Linked DNA regions of Mus musculus: regions 1 and 2 are each linked to region 3. The links are chromatin contacts, called in public ChIA-PET and Hi-C maps. All regions are on one chromosome and are shown on one strand. Each heading gives the region's core, a stretch centred on a gene start, on an enhancer-like site or on the middle of the called end of the contact. The rest is flanking DNA. Distances are from core to core; before and after follow the strand shown. Region 1 overlaps Gm40106 (a long non-coding RNA gene). Region 2 has its middle 63 kb from the start of Gdap2. Region 3 has its middle 55 kb from the start of Gm25802.

Region 1 (3,782 bases), core at 353-2,852, 140 kb before region 3:
TGAATTCCACTTGTGAGAAACACCTATTCTAAAAGGACATCTGATAGCATAATAACCTTTACTGTCATTAAGGACAGTTGTTTTAGAGGATCTGAACCCCTAATCCTTGGAGATAAATTCTGCTTAGTGAAATGCAGAGTTGTTCAGCATAAAGCAGCCAGCTTCCATCATTAACCTACATGAAACTAGCCAGACAGCTGACACGTCTCTCAGAAAGTCCAGGTGTCTGACTACACGGAGATCTCATTTCTCCCACAGCTGGATTCTGGTTCATAGAGCAATACCCGAGAGTCTAGAAGCCTATGGTTTGAGAGCATACACAGTGTTTTCATGCAAAATCTGAACGGCTGTAGCCATGCGGGGGACAGGCTTCCTGCTGACACGCTGTTTGAGGGTCCTGAAAGGTGGTGTTCACTGAGCATAGCACTCAGCCATTTGAAACGAAAGCAGGAATGTTTGAGTGTGTCTGGGGTGAGTGGGGGAGGGTTGACTATTTAATAGGTAAAGCTTCTGACTGGGACAGTATAAGCTAGCATTTCCTTGGGACATTACAATTACTGTTACCCAATCTCGTGGCACTAGCCTGTTCTCTTGGAGGCTGAGGCAGGAGGATTGAAAGTTGTCTAGATTAGAGAGAGGGGTTAACATTCATTCCTACAAAAGCATCCTTTGATGAATGTAGATTTACCACAGATATCCACCCTTTCGTAGCAGCAATCAGTAACTACAGTAATGTGGCTTGTTGCTGCCATTTGCAGACAGAAGCACCTTGGGCCCTTTATTTTCACAATGGCCTGACAAGGCTGACATTCGTATTCCCATCTCAGCAGAAGGAATAGAGACACAGAGTAAGGAAGTTGCCGAAGGCAGTACAGAAAACAAATAACAGAGACAGATTGTGAACCAACCCTGCCTTGGGAGGTTCTCATGCAGCCGTAGCTGGCCTTGAACTTATTATGGAGTCAAAGATGACCTTGAACTTCTGATCTTTCAACTATCACCTTCCTGGTGTTAGAACTACTAGCCTGTACCACCATACCTGGTTTTTATATAGAACCGAGGATCCAACCTAAGTCTTCACATGTACTAGGCAGGCGCTCTACCAACTAAGTTCCTCCCAGCCCTGAGATGAGGTCCTGTGGATCAGAATATGGGGAGACCAGGAGTATTCATTTAGACAAAATGTCCCTACATTTTGGAATTCCATGTAACTACAGGATAGGAGTCTCGGATCTGGACATGGAAAAGGTGTCTTCTAGATACATATCCCCAGCTCTCCCTTGGCCTCAAGGGTTTTAGAACCCTGTCCTAAATGAAGGCAACAACTTAGTGTTGATCAGTGGGAGCACCACCCAGGGGAGCTCAGCACTGTTTCTAAGCCCTTCTCTCTAAGGACTGACGTCAGAACCAACTGGACCCTACATCAAGGCTCTCCTGCTTCTGCCCAGAGCCATCCTTTCTCATCACAGAGAGCCACTGTCCTGACTACGAACAACGATCAGTGTCTCCTGTCACACATACATAGTATAAGCCATTCCCTGACTCTGTGGCTTTCAGTTATCCACACCATCCCAGCCCCCACCACTACCTTCTAATGATGTAGGGAAGGGAGGTATGTGGATCTGGGAGGAGTTGAGGAGAGGGAGGACCATGATCAACATAAACTGTATGAAAATTTCAAAGAACTAATAAGAAAACCAAGAAGAAAAATGAAGGAGGGAGAGGTGTGACCTCAGCCTTGTTTACGTAGCCGTGTGCTGCTAGAAGGTTCAGAGAGGTTTCTAAACCCTGTAACAGGAAGCCTGCACCCCGGGGTAACTGGCCACGAAGTTAGTCAAAAAGGTTACAAAATTTTCTCTGTACAGTCTAAGAACACCAGGCCTGTGATTACTTCAGATTCGGTCAGACAAAACAAAGCCCTTGGGTTGGGCGACAAGCCTTGACAGCTCACTGGCACTAGTACCACAGTCTTTTGCTTTAAGGACCTCAAGCTTGATGTGAGAGAATCTTTGAATAGTCTAGTCAAAATAAAACAAGTGGGAAGCTATGTCCCAGGCTGGCGAGGACCTCAGATGTAGCACTTTAGTCTGCTATGCCCTGAAAACCTATGGCTAGTCCAACTGTGAGGCCTGGGGCTTCTGTGAAGGCACTGGCTTACCTCTGTGGAGGAACAAGTCCCTAGGACGTTCTTTGGATAACTGCATCCATTCTGCACTCTGTCACCTGACCTCCTCTGTCCCCTCAACTGATCACATGTAGCAGAGGGACAGCCAACATGCCAACATGCTGCTAACACCCTCTCCACTGAATCCTGTGTGTGAGTTTGAATTTTAGGTAACAAAAGCATTAGGGATGTGGTCTGAAAGGAGAAGCCATTGACTATCATAGAGTGGGGAGTGTGTTGGTCCCAAGTATGACCAACATACTTTAGTTCCCCAATTGTATCCTAGATCCTGGAGGGTCACCTTTCCTTTGTCTTTGTCACCTTGGGACTCCAGTTTCATTATCCAGTAACTTTAAAAACTGTGTCATTGTCCTAACCACAAGGTCATTTTGTCACAACCTAAGGCAGAGTCTTTCACCAGCTGTGGTCCTTACTGCAGTGGTGGCTGGTGGCCTCAGGTTCTAGATAGAATAGTGATTCTCAACCCTCCTAATACTGCAACCCTTTAATACAGTCCCTCATGTGGTGACTCCTAACCATAAAAATTATTTTCACTGCTACTTCATAAGTGTAATTTTACTACTGTTATGAATTATATTATGAATATCTGTTGTTTTCTGATGGTCTTAGGTGACCCCTGCAAAAAGGTGGTTAGATTCCCAAAGGGGTTGAGAACCACTGAGATAGATGGATGGACGGATGGACGGACAGACAGATGGGGAAGGAAAAGATACTCAGGAGGCCCTATGATTCTTTCATTCACCTCATGGGTTACTTGAAAGAATTCTCACAGTCACCTCAAGATACATGGAGGGGCTCCCTATTCTCTGTTTAAATCTGATGCCCCAACACAGTAATTTGGATACTCAAACCCATTCCTAATTTACCCACAGCCAGGCACTCAGTGTGCAGCATGCATGGTGACCAGGGTGGACTCCACTTAGCAATGGATCTCTGTCCTTTAAGATCTTGGGATATCTGGCAGAAAGTCTTCCCTCATGTCTCAGGGAAGGGTGGGGTGGCATCACAGTAAGGTTAAGATGCCCTGGGTTGTGAGCACCCGACTCGCCAGCAAAGCAGACGCCACAACAGGACCCTTCTGCAACACGTTTATTGGGAGAGCATTTACTGCGTAGGCAAGAAGACCCCGAGCCCAGAACTGGTGCTGCTTATATAGGCCTAGGAGAGGCGTGTCTCACACCCAGATTGGTTATGCATTCTACCTCATTTGCATGTCTCTCATCTGATTGGTTATTCTCTCTCAGTAACTCACTGAGCCTCATTATCATACCTCATTTGCATGTCTCTCATCTGATTGGTTATTCTCTCTCAGTACCTCACTGAGCCTCATTATCATACCTCATTTGCATGTCTCTCATCTGATTGGTTATTCTCTCTCAGTACCTTGCAGAGCCTCATTATCATGCCCCAGGCCAGGCAGTAACTTGGTGAAAAACTTTACTGCATATGTACACATTTGTTGTTTACCCAAACTTATGCGTGGTTGCCAGGGGTAGCCTGTGCCACCTTGTAATGGCATCTGTGGCTTCCCACACTGGGTGCCCACAGCTTCTTACTCTTCAGTTAAAGGGTCTCTGAAGAGCCTTCTGCTCCAGGA
Region 2 (3,999 bases), core at 628-3,127, 130 kb after region 3:
TTATTTAAAATCAGCATGCACTAAGTTCCTCCTCTTATCAAGAACATTCTTTTCTTTTCTGAGCAAGCATAGGAGAATGCCCATTTCTTGCTTCATCCTGGGCTATGTAGTTACTTGGATGACAGCCACAAGTTTCGTCATGAGAGGGGGGAAAACCACATGATAGAACAAAAATACTCAGTTATATGATCCAGAATACATTCCCATATAATTGCATGCACATTCCTGTGTGCTTTGTGCAAGCTGACCTCTACAAGGCTTACCCCACCAATGGGTATTTTTAGCATGGTGTCAGTTGAGAGATCTAAAAGCTGACTGGGAGTTAGAAAGCCTGACTTTCCATCAACCTCATCACTAACTCTCAGGAAGTCCCTAGGGAAATCAATGGGTGACCCTGTTTTCATGATACACCTTGAATTAGTAAACTAGAGGCCGGCTACTTCGATACCATGTTTGAATCTAGATTGAGACTTAGCTAACACTGGTTGTTCTCTCTGTTCTCTTGTGTTCTCACTTATAAACAAGAACAAAAATTCTAATCTCACTGGGCAGGCCCAGCATTCAGGAGGCAGAGGTAGGTGGGTCTCTGTGAGTTTGAGACTAGCCTGGGCTACAAAATGAGTTCCAGGACAGCCAGGGTTACAAGGAGAAATCCTGTCTCAAACAAACAAACAAACAAACAGACAGACAGACAGACAAGTGTTTCGACCTTACAGGATTGTTGAGACTCAGCTATTTATATATTCAAAATGACTTGTAGCACACAGTAGCAGATTATAAATATTAGTGTCTACCTCACCTCACTCTTTTTATTCATGCTTATTAATAATGTGACAAGCAAAAAGGCAGGAACATGGTTTCAGAAATACAAAGAAAAAAAATCATAGTTTGGGATGACCAGAAATGTGGCCTTTCGACATCACATCTCCCAGATTCATGGGAGTGTATTGCTTAACATATCCCTAGAATGAAGCTCTGTTGGAATCTCATCTTCCAAGTGTCATAGTCATCTGCTAGCAACAGCACACCATATAGGAGATCTCTCCCTCCCTCCCTCCCTCCCTCCCTTCCTTCCTTCCTTCCTTCCTTCCTGTTTTTAAAATATGTTTTGTGTTGGGTGTGTTTTACCTGCATGTATGTCTGTGTACCACATGTGTGCCTAGCATCTTGCTGGGCCCCCACCAACACCTCTGGAATCAGAGTGACAGATGGTTGTAGCCACCATGTGAGTGCTGGAGATTGAGCCAAGATCTTGTGGAAAAGCAGCTAGCACTCCCAGCCTCTGGGCCATTTGCCTAGGCCCACTCTCCTTCCTTGTTTCATTGGTCTATCAGCACTTGTTTTTCTTCTCTTTCCTTTGTACTTCATTTTTCAAATGTACACATATGTGTAAACATGTAGTTATATAAACATGCACACATGAAATAGGACAAATGTGTCAAGGAACATGTCCCATCCTGGTCAGGACATCAGGTCCTATTACAAAGGTTGAGATTGGATGCACTGGGTCCTTTGGTTTACTCAGGAAAAAGTGTTGTGGAACAATGTAGTTAGCTGGTCTCATATTTTTGTCAACATTCCCTATGGAACAGGCAAAGAAAATCAATTTCTAATTCTTGTGTACCTTCCTCATATCCAAAGCTAAAAGATTTAAAAACTAAACTCAGGGGTGGGCACAGGATAGCTTTTAGCCACGCTGAAAACTCAAGTTCAACACATTCTCAAATCTGATTTTCTTAGGGGTACACGGAGGTTGAGAGAGGGTTTTCCTCTGTGGTTTGGGGTACCACAGAACTCACTCCACAGACCAGGCTGGTCTGTCCCTTGATGTTATTCTTCTGCCTCTGCCTCACAAGTCCTGGGATTACAGGCATCTGACATGACTCAGCTCTAAATCTGATTCTTTGTGGAAAAATTTTGCCAAGCCACACCTGACCAGACCCATGGCTAAACATGGTCATCCTGTGAGAAGTGATTACCAAATAATCTCCCTGGAACAGTCTCGGTTTCAAATGAAGTTCTCTTCTCAAATGTTCACTGCTTACTATGACACTGCATATGTAAGAATTTAGCTGCAAAGTGTAACACCTCGGTCCAGAGCACATCCAGAATATTACGCACCGAACAAAGGTCATGGCTAACAATTCTCAGCTGGAATGTGTTTGTTTCACCACTTCGCAGTAAAATGAGATTCATTAAAGAGAAAATAGAGGTGCTCCTGGCTTTCATCACTGAACACGATGTCCTAGACTAGGACTCATCCCATAACATATCTACTTGAGGAATCTTGACTTCACCATGGCTGCTCTTCTTCATCTCCCACCACCACGGCTGGCTGCCAATCCTTGTTAACATTGCAACAGGATGTGAGCACCGACCAAGACTCTCAGGACTCCGTGAACTGCTTCTATAGCACTGTGTTCTTCTTAGGAATTTGCCTTGGCAACATCCTTGCGATCTATTCGATTTGGGCTGACAGAGGCTGTTCTGAAATGATATAATTCTGGTAAATCCTTAAAATATCCAGGGCTAACGAGCTTATCTAGATTTATAAAGGATATGAAAATGTTTTACTAGTAGAAGATGCTGCCTTATCGTTTATTCTTATTAGGCTGGGTCAGGTATGCTCTCGTCAAATAATGCACTGTAGTGAAAATTTGCCCACCCTTTCTTTACATTTACTTTAAAACAACTCATACAACACCAAAATATATATCACTTGCCAGTGCTGTGGTCAGTGCTGAGGCTACAATGATGTTCACAGAGATGCTTCAAACTTTAGCTTCTTGGAGTGTACAGTCTAGATCAGAGGTTTTCCTCCATCAAAGCCCATATGGAAAGTTATTAAAACTACTCTCAATACTGCAGCAATGCAAACACAGTATTTTGTGATGTAACCTAGAGTCCTACTTACAGATTCAGAAAACAGTGGTAAATCTAAGAACTGCCCAAGAAAACTGGTGGAAAGTGGTGATAGCAATATAAAAAATAGGTGCTATTAAAGGGTCTGTGTTTTGAAGGCTGAGCTGAGAGCAACTGTTCATAGTGACAAATTAGGTGGTGTGCTATGAGGTAACCACTCTCCCGTAGAAAAGAGGTAACCCACACTCACCAGGATAATACAAGTAGAAGGCTGCTACAGACCAGTATGAGGAAAGGCAGAGAGGCTCTAAATAAAACCCAGGCTCACAGAAGCTGTGGATTAGCCTCCCGATGTGGTCATTCTGCTGAAAGAGGGGGCTGGCTGGGCAAGAACTGGAAAACCATAAACATGAGTGGGTATTGGTGGCCCCCCCTCTGAGAATGACCTGGTGGGCTTCTAACAAGTTCAAAAGGACAAAGGGCAGTGATGAGATTACTGAGGGTAGTATGGCAAATTCTGGATAAGAATGACTCTTAGGTTACTGGAAAGGCAGTAGTGCACAAAAGAGCTGAGTTGTACATTTAAAACATTTTAACTAGTTTTTATGTGTATAGGTGTCTTGCTGCATGTATGTCTGTGCACCACATGCATGCCTATGCTGTCTGCCCATGGTGGGCAGAAAAGGGTGTCAAGGGCCTATGGCACTGGAGTTATAGACAGCTGTGAGTGCTGGGAATTAAACGTGAGTCTTCTATGAGACCAACAAGTGCTCTTATCTGCTGAGGCAGTGAACAATGATGTAAAGGAAGAAGCCATGAAAACAGCAGATGCTAAACCCAAGAGCAAGATTGTAGCACCTGAACTTGGTGACTTCTACATGTTAATAACTTGTCTCTGACTTAGCAGGAGGCCACACGTGCCAGGGCAAAGCTGTAAGACACCACCATCAGCAACAGGAGCAGGAGCAGTAGAAGCAGGAGCAGGAGCAGGAGCAGGAGCAGCAGGAGCAGCAGGAGCAGCAGGAGCAGCAGGAGCAGCAGCAGCAGCAGCAGCAGCAGCAGCAGCAGGAGCAGCAGGAGCAGCAGGAGCAGCAGCAGCAGCAGCAGCAGCAGGAGCAGCAGGAGCAGGAGCAACAG
Region 3 (4,229 bases), core at 134-2,633:
TCTGTTTGATCCAGTCAGGAGGACCAGTTTGATCCAGTCTGTTTGATCCAGTTGAAGGACTATTTGAGCCCTGAGCCACATTGCAGAGAATGGAGGGGCAGAGAAGAATGTACGGGCAAGACGTAGATGGCTCTCTGCGGGTGGAGGGGCTTGACAGTGAAGGACGGTGGAGGTTTAAGGAGCAGCTGTGTTGAGTGGGGAAGCTTTTGAGAACATTGAGACACCTGAGAATCTGTTTATAGTGAGGGAAAGACATGCCAGGGAGCTGCGTGAGCTGTCTTTCAGAAGTGCTAACAGTGGCTCTCAGCCTTCCTAATGCTGTGACCCTTTAGTACAGTTAGTTCCTCATGTGTGGTGACTCCCAACCACGAAATTATTTTTGTCTCTACTTCATAGCTATAATTTTGCTATTGTTATGAGTCAGAATGTAAATATCTGTGTTTTCCAATGGTCTTAGGTGGCCTCTGTGAAAGAGTCATTTGACCCCCAAAAGGGGTCACAGTCTACAAATTGAGAACCACTATGCTGGAGGAAGGCATCTTCCTGCTGTTGGTCCCACTGAATACAATGACATCGTCAGAGATTCTTTAGTGTGCCCACGACTTACTGCTCTTCCAGGCTATGCGTGGCTGTATGTTAAGGGGGAGGTGTGGGAATCCAGACAGACCCAGAGACCACATTAACTTAACTCTGGAGCCCCTCGGGATAGACACAATTCTCAGGCCAGCAACCTGCTTTCCAAGGGTCTCTCTGGTGGACAATCCAGAAAGGCCACTTCTTACCAGTTTCTAAAATGCTATTTATTTTCAAGGTCTATTACTTTAATTCAGTTTCATTCAAAGGGGTCAAATGTCTCCTGGGTGCCTTCTGAGCCCAAACTTGCCCAATGATGGGAACACTACTCATACCCTTAGAAATGCTGTCTTTTGTAGGTGTTCAGCTTTTCGGGGATAAAAAGATAAATTGACATAATAACCAAGTTACTGCTTTCTAAAACTGTTTAGACCCCCCCATACCGCCCTGATTCTAAGCTCCTCCATTCACTTAGCTTAAGTAGCAAGTACAGGCAGTCCTGGGTTGAAAATCAAAAAACTGAGATGAAGGAAGCTTGTCTCTGCTTAAAAGAACCTTACAGGGAGACCGAGAGGGGGTGCCCATTCTCTGGAAGTCTTGATTGTCATGGTCAAGATTCGGATGGGGAGAGCAGAGAAAGTGCTGACTGACCAAACGTGTCTGAGAAATATGGGAGAGGGTGTCATCAGGGAAAGCTCCCCAAGGGACCGTTTGGAGTAGAGCTTCAAAGGGCTGTCAAACGCTGATGTTCAGTAACTGCGTGGGGACCGGGGAAACTGGCAGCTTTCTTCTAGGGCTGAACCTGAACATACCGGAAGCCAAAATACTTGCAAGCCCTTTGTGTCCTGAGAGCCTGCTGTCTTTCTGCATGCTGACACCTAGTGGCTGTGTACATTTTTCACACTTTCTTAGAATGCTCAGGCTCCTCTCTTCCCCCTCCCTGGTTGTTCCAGTTAAGGAACTAGTGGACCCCTGATGGCGGACAGGGATGCCTCCCATAGCCCACAGCCTGTGAAGCTGGGACTGGACTAGAATCTCACTCCCTGGACTCCAACATCGGATTGACTCTGATGCAGTCCCCACCACAGCCAAGCTCTCACCATTGTTACAGAAGGTCCAGTAGGTCTCACCTGAGTGTGCTGGGACATTTCATGTCCCACTTGCAAGGGTGGGGACATTTTAACATAAAAGAAACATGGAAGCTAGTGGCTTAGCCAAAGAGAAAAAAAATGGGGTATTTCCTTCTCACCCCATTCCTACTGGTCCAGCCTTCAAAGACCTATCTCACTTTTGAGTAAACATGGTTAAGAGATGCTAACAGAGTGGATGCAAATTGTTAGCTTTTGGTATTGGGAAGCCAGAATGCTATGAGAGATTGGAGGGAGAGGCCTCTAAATTCATTTCTTTCTACCTATAGCTGCTAGAAGAGTAAAATCATTATTGAGTCTCAAGGGCAGTGGGTTCTAAAAACACCTGTCAGCTGTTGCATCTCATAGAACAGTGTATTCAAATATGGTTCTTTGTTAGAGCTGAAAGTTTACATGTCAAGTGTTTCAGAAGCTCACCTGGCACTGCAAAATCTACCATGGCGTCAATGTCCTTGCTAGCAACCATCCTGGCTAATCTTCACACATCACCGTGTTATGAGTGGTCATGTTGTCTTTCTGTTATATGTTTTGTATTAACGACAATTTCAGGCTATTAGTTTGTGCCAGCAGTTAGTGAAGAATAGATCTTAAGGAGGATACAGTAAAAAACATAGGGCTAGCAAGACTAATAGAATTGATACAAACCACAGCAGCTAAGGAGTGAACAAGCTCGAGGAAAACCTCTCCATGGAACAATAGCTTGAGAGAGAGAAGGGCTAAAACACGGATTCTAATATTTGGTCTCAGTGGCCCCATCAGCTTGGGAGAGAAAAGGTCTACCATTTATCCATCCTTGAGGGAGCTCCTGACATTTCATATGTTCATGTGTAGCATACTGTCAGGGAGGCAATACTGAGACTCATAGTGTTTGTTTTTCCTGAGGTCACATATGTATTATATGACAGTGATGCTCAGTGGAACAATGAGACCTAAATTATTTCACTGGTACTTTAATTCGTTTATGTCTCCAAGGCTGGGTTGTCTCTAGCCACTCTTGTTTTTTCTTTTTTTTTTCCATGTAGTATGTGTGTGTGTGTGTGTGTGTGTGTGTGTGTGTGTGTGTGTGTGTGTGTGCACATGCGCGCGTCTGTGCATATATGTATGTGAAGGCCAGAAATCAAGCTCTTTATAGCTGTCCCCCTTATCTCCTTATTTACCAAGACAGGATATTTTACTGAATGGGAAGTACATGGATTGGCAGGCAGGGTGACTAAGGCATCTCTAGGGATCTGTCTGTCTGTCTTCATTTCCTCAGTGCCAGGGTTACAGAAGTGTGTCACCATTCCTGGCTTTTTATCTGGGTTCTGGGAATCTGAACTCAGGTCCTTATGCCCACAGGGTGAGCATGTAACCAACTGAACCTTTTTCCCACCTTCCTCTCCCTGTTATTTGTTTCTTTTTGACATCCCCTACATAAAGGCTATTAACATGAAGGAAGAATGGTTTCTGGCTGGAAGTAAAGAAAGCTTATCTAGGTAACAGTTCCTGGAGGGGCCTGGCCATGCAAGGCTGGACCTTCTTATCTTCCAAATTAAAAATTCTGGGTTGCTTCTGAATAACTCATAATTGAGGCTGGCATCCTGGCTGGTGATTCTAGGCACTCTGGGGAGTGCTAGAATTTCTTCTTGTACCCATCAAGCTGAATTTACAGCAGGGAGAAGGGAGGAGGTTGGGGGCTGCTTCTGATTAGCTTGCATCTTCTGCCAAAGTTATATGTCCTCTCTGTGGGCAATTAAGTGTTTCTCACGGACCCACCATCTGGGTTCAGCAAACTGGGGAGTGGCTCTCTCTCCACCCTACCTCACTCCAAATCCAGAGGCCAAGCAGCAAGACTCAGAATATCCAATCCTTTCTCTAGCTCCCATTTTTCCTTACTTCTCGGGATAATGGCTGCCTGCATAGCCCAGTCTGGGGCACAGTCCACTCAGTGGTCCTGCAAAGAGTCAAGAAACCACCACAATTACTTTTGCTGGAGCATGAATTGGTGACTTGAAAGACAAAAAGAACTTCAACTTCAACTTCCCCGGTCACTTCCAAGAAAGAAGTTTTCAGAGAAAAGAGTCCTGACTCACTGAGAGTTTTCAGAACAATTTATGTCTTGTCATTGTTTCTTAAATGTGTCCTCAAATTCATGTGTTGAAGGCTTAGAGCCATGGGAAGGTGGCAGGAACTTAGGAGATGAGGAAAAAGCTGGGTCACTGGGGACATACTCTTAAAGGGTAAGTGGAGATCCCAGCATGCTATTTGCTCTTCCTTTTTCCTTTCCTCCCCTATACCTGTCCCTTGTCCACCATAAAGCAAACAAACTTTGCCATCAAATGCTTCTGTCATGATATGCTACTTACACACAGACACAAACACAACTGAGTCAGACAACTATAGGCTGAAGCTATGAGCCAAAATAAGTTTCCTTGTTACAAATTGACTTTTTTCAGGCATTTTTTTGACACAACAAAAAACCTAAATATCATTGCTATTGTTGTTACCATGGTTTTTAATGTGTTAGGA

What was found. Hi-C and Micro-C count contacts between places; a contact is called where the count stands out from the background. ChIA-PET counts read pairs in DNA pulled down with a chosen protein or histone mark.
Region 1: a contact with region 3 is called in an RNA polymerase II ChIA-PET map of memory CD8 T cells, with 16 read pairs. The contact joins two enhancer-like sites. A contact is called at or near these places in 4 of 484 Hi-C or Micro-C datasets (the G1E-ER4 cell line, mammary gland, muscle stem cells and 1 more) and 2 of 115 datasets of contacts at active chromatin or transcription factors (embryonic fibroblasts and memory CD8 T cells).
Region 2: a contact with region 3 is called in a Hi-C map of uterus. The contact joins two enhancer-like sites. A contact is called at or near these places in 2 of 484 Hi-C or Micro-C datasets (B cells and uterus) and 1 of 115 datasets of contacts at active chromatin or transcription factors (large pre-B cells).

Annotation. Positions count from the first base shown.
Region 1 is chr3:100,500,746-100,504,527 of GRCm38.p6, reverse strand. All of the region lies in intron 2 of Gm40106 (a long non-coding RNA gene), which reads left to right. The region is part of intron 1 of Gm12474 (a long non-coding RNA gene); the gene reads right to left. Among named protein-coding and RNA genes, the nearest start is that of Gm12474, 7.2 kb to the right of the region's middle. Within about 2 kb of position 1,602, at least 43 of the 459 cell types and tissues checked have an H3K27ac peak or open chromatin away from gene starts, as enhancers often do. A contact at or near this core is called in memory CD8 T cells, where this site is marked.
Region 2 is chr3:100,223,874-100,227,872 of GRCm38.p6, reverse strand. No RefSeq gene overlaps it. Among named protein-coding and RNA genes, the nearest start is that of Gdap2, 63 kb to the right of the region's middle. Within about 2 kb of position 1,877, at least 16 of the 459 cell types and tissues checked have an H3K27ac peak or open chromatin away from gene starts, as enhancers often do. A contact at or near this core is called in uterus, where this site is marked.
Region 3 is chr3:100,356,390-100,360,618 of GRCm38.p6, reverse strand. No RefSeq gene overlaps it. Among named protein-coding and RNA genes, the nearest start is that of Gm25802, 55 kb to the right of the region's middle. Within about 2 kb of position 1,383, at least 39 of the 459 cell types and tissues checked have an H3K27ac peak or open chromatin away from gene starts, as enhancers often do. A contact at or near this core is called in memory CD8 T cells and uterus, where this site is marked.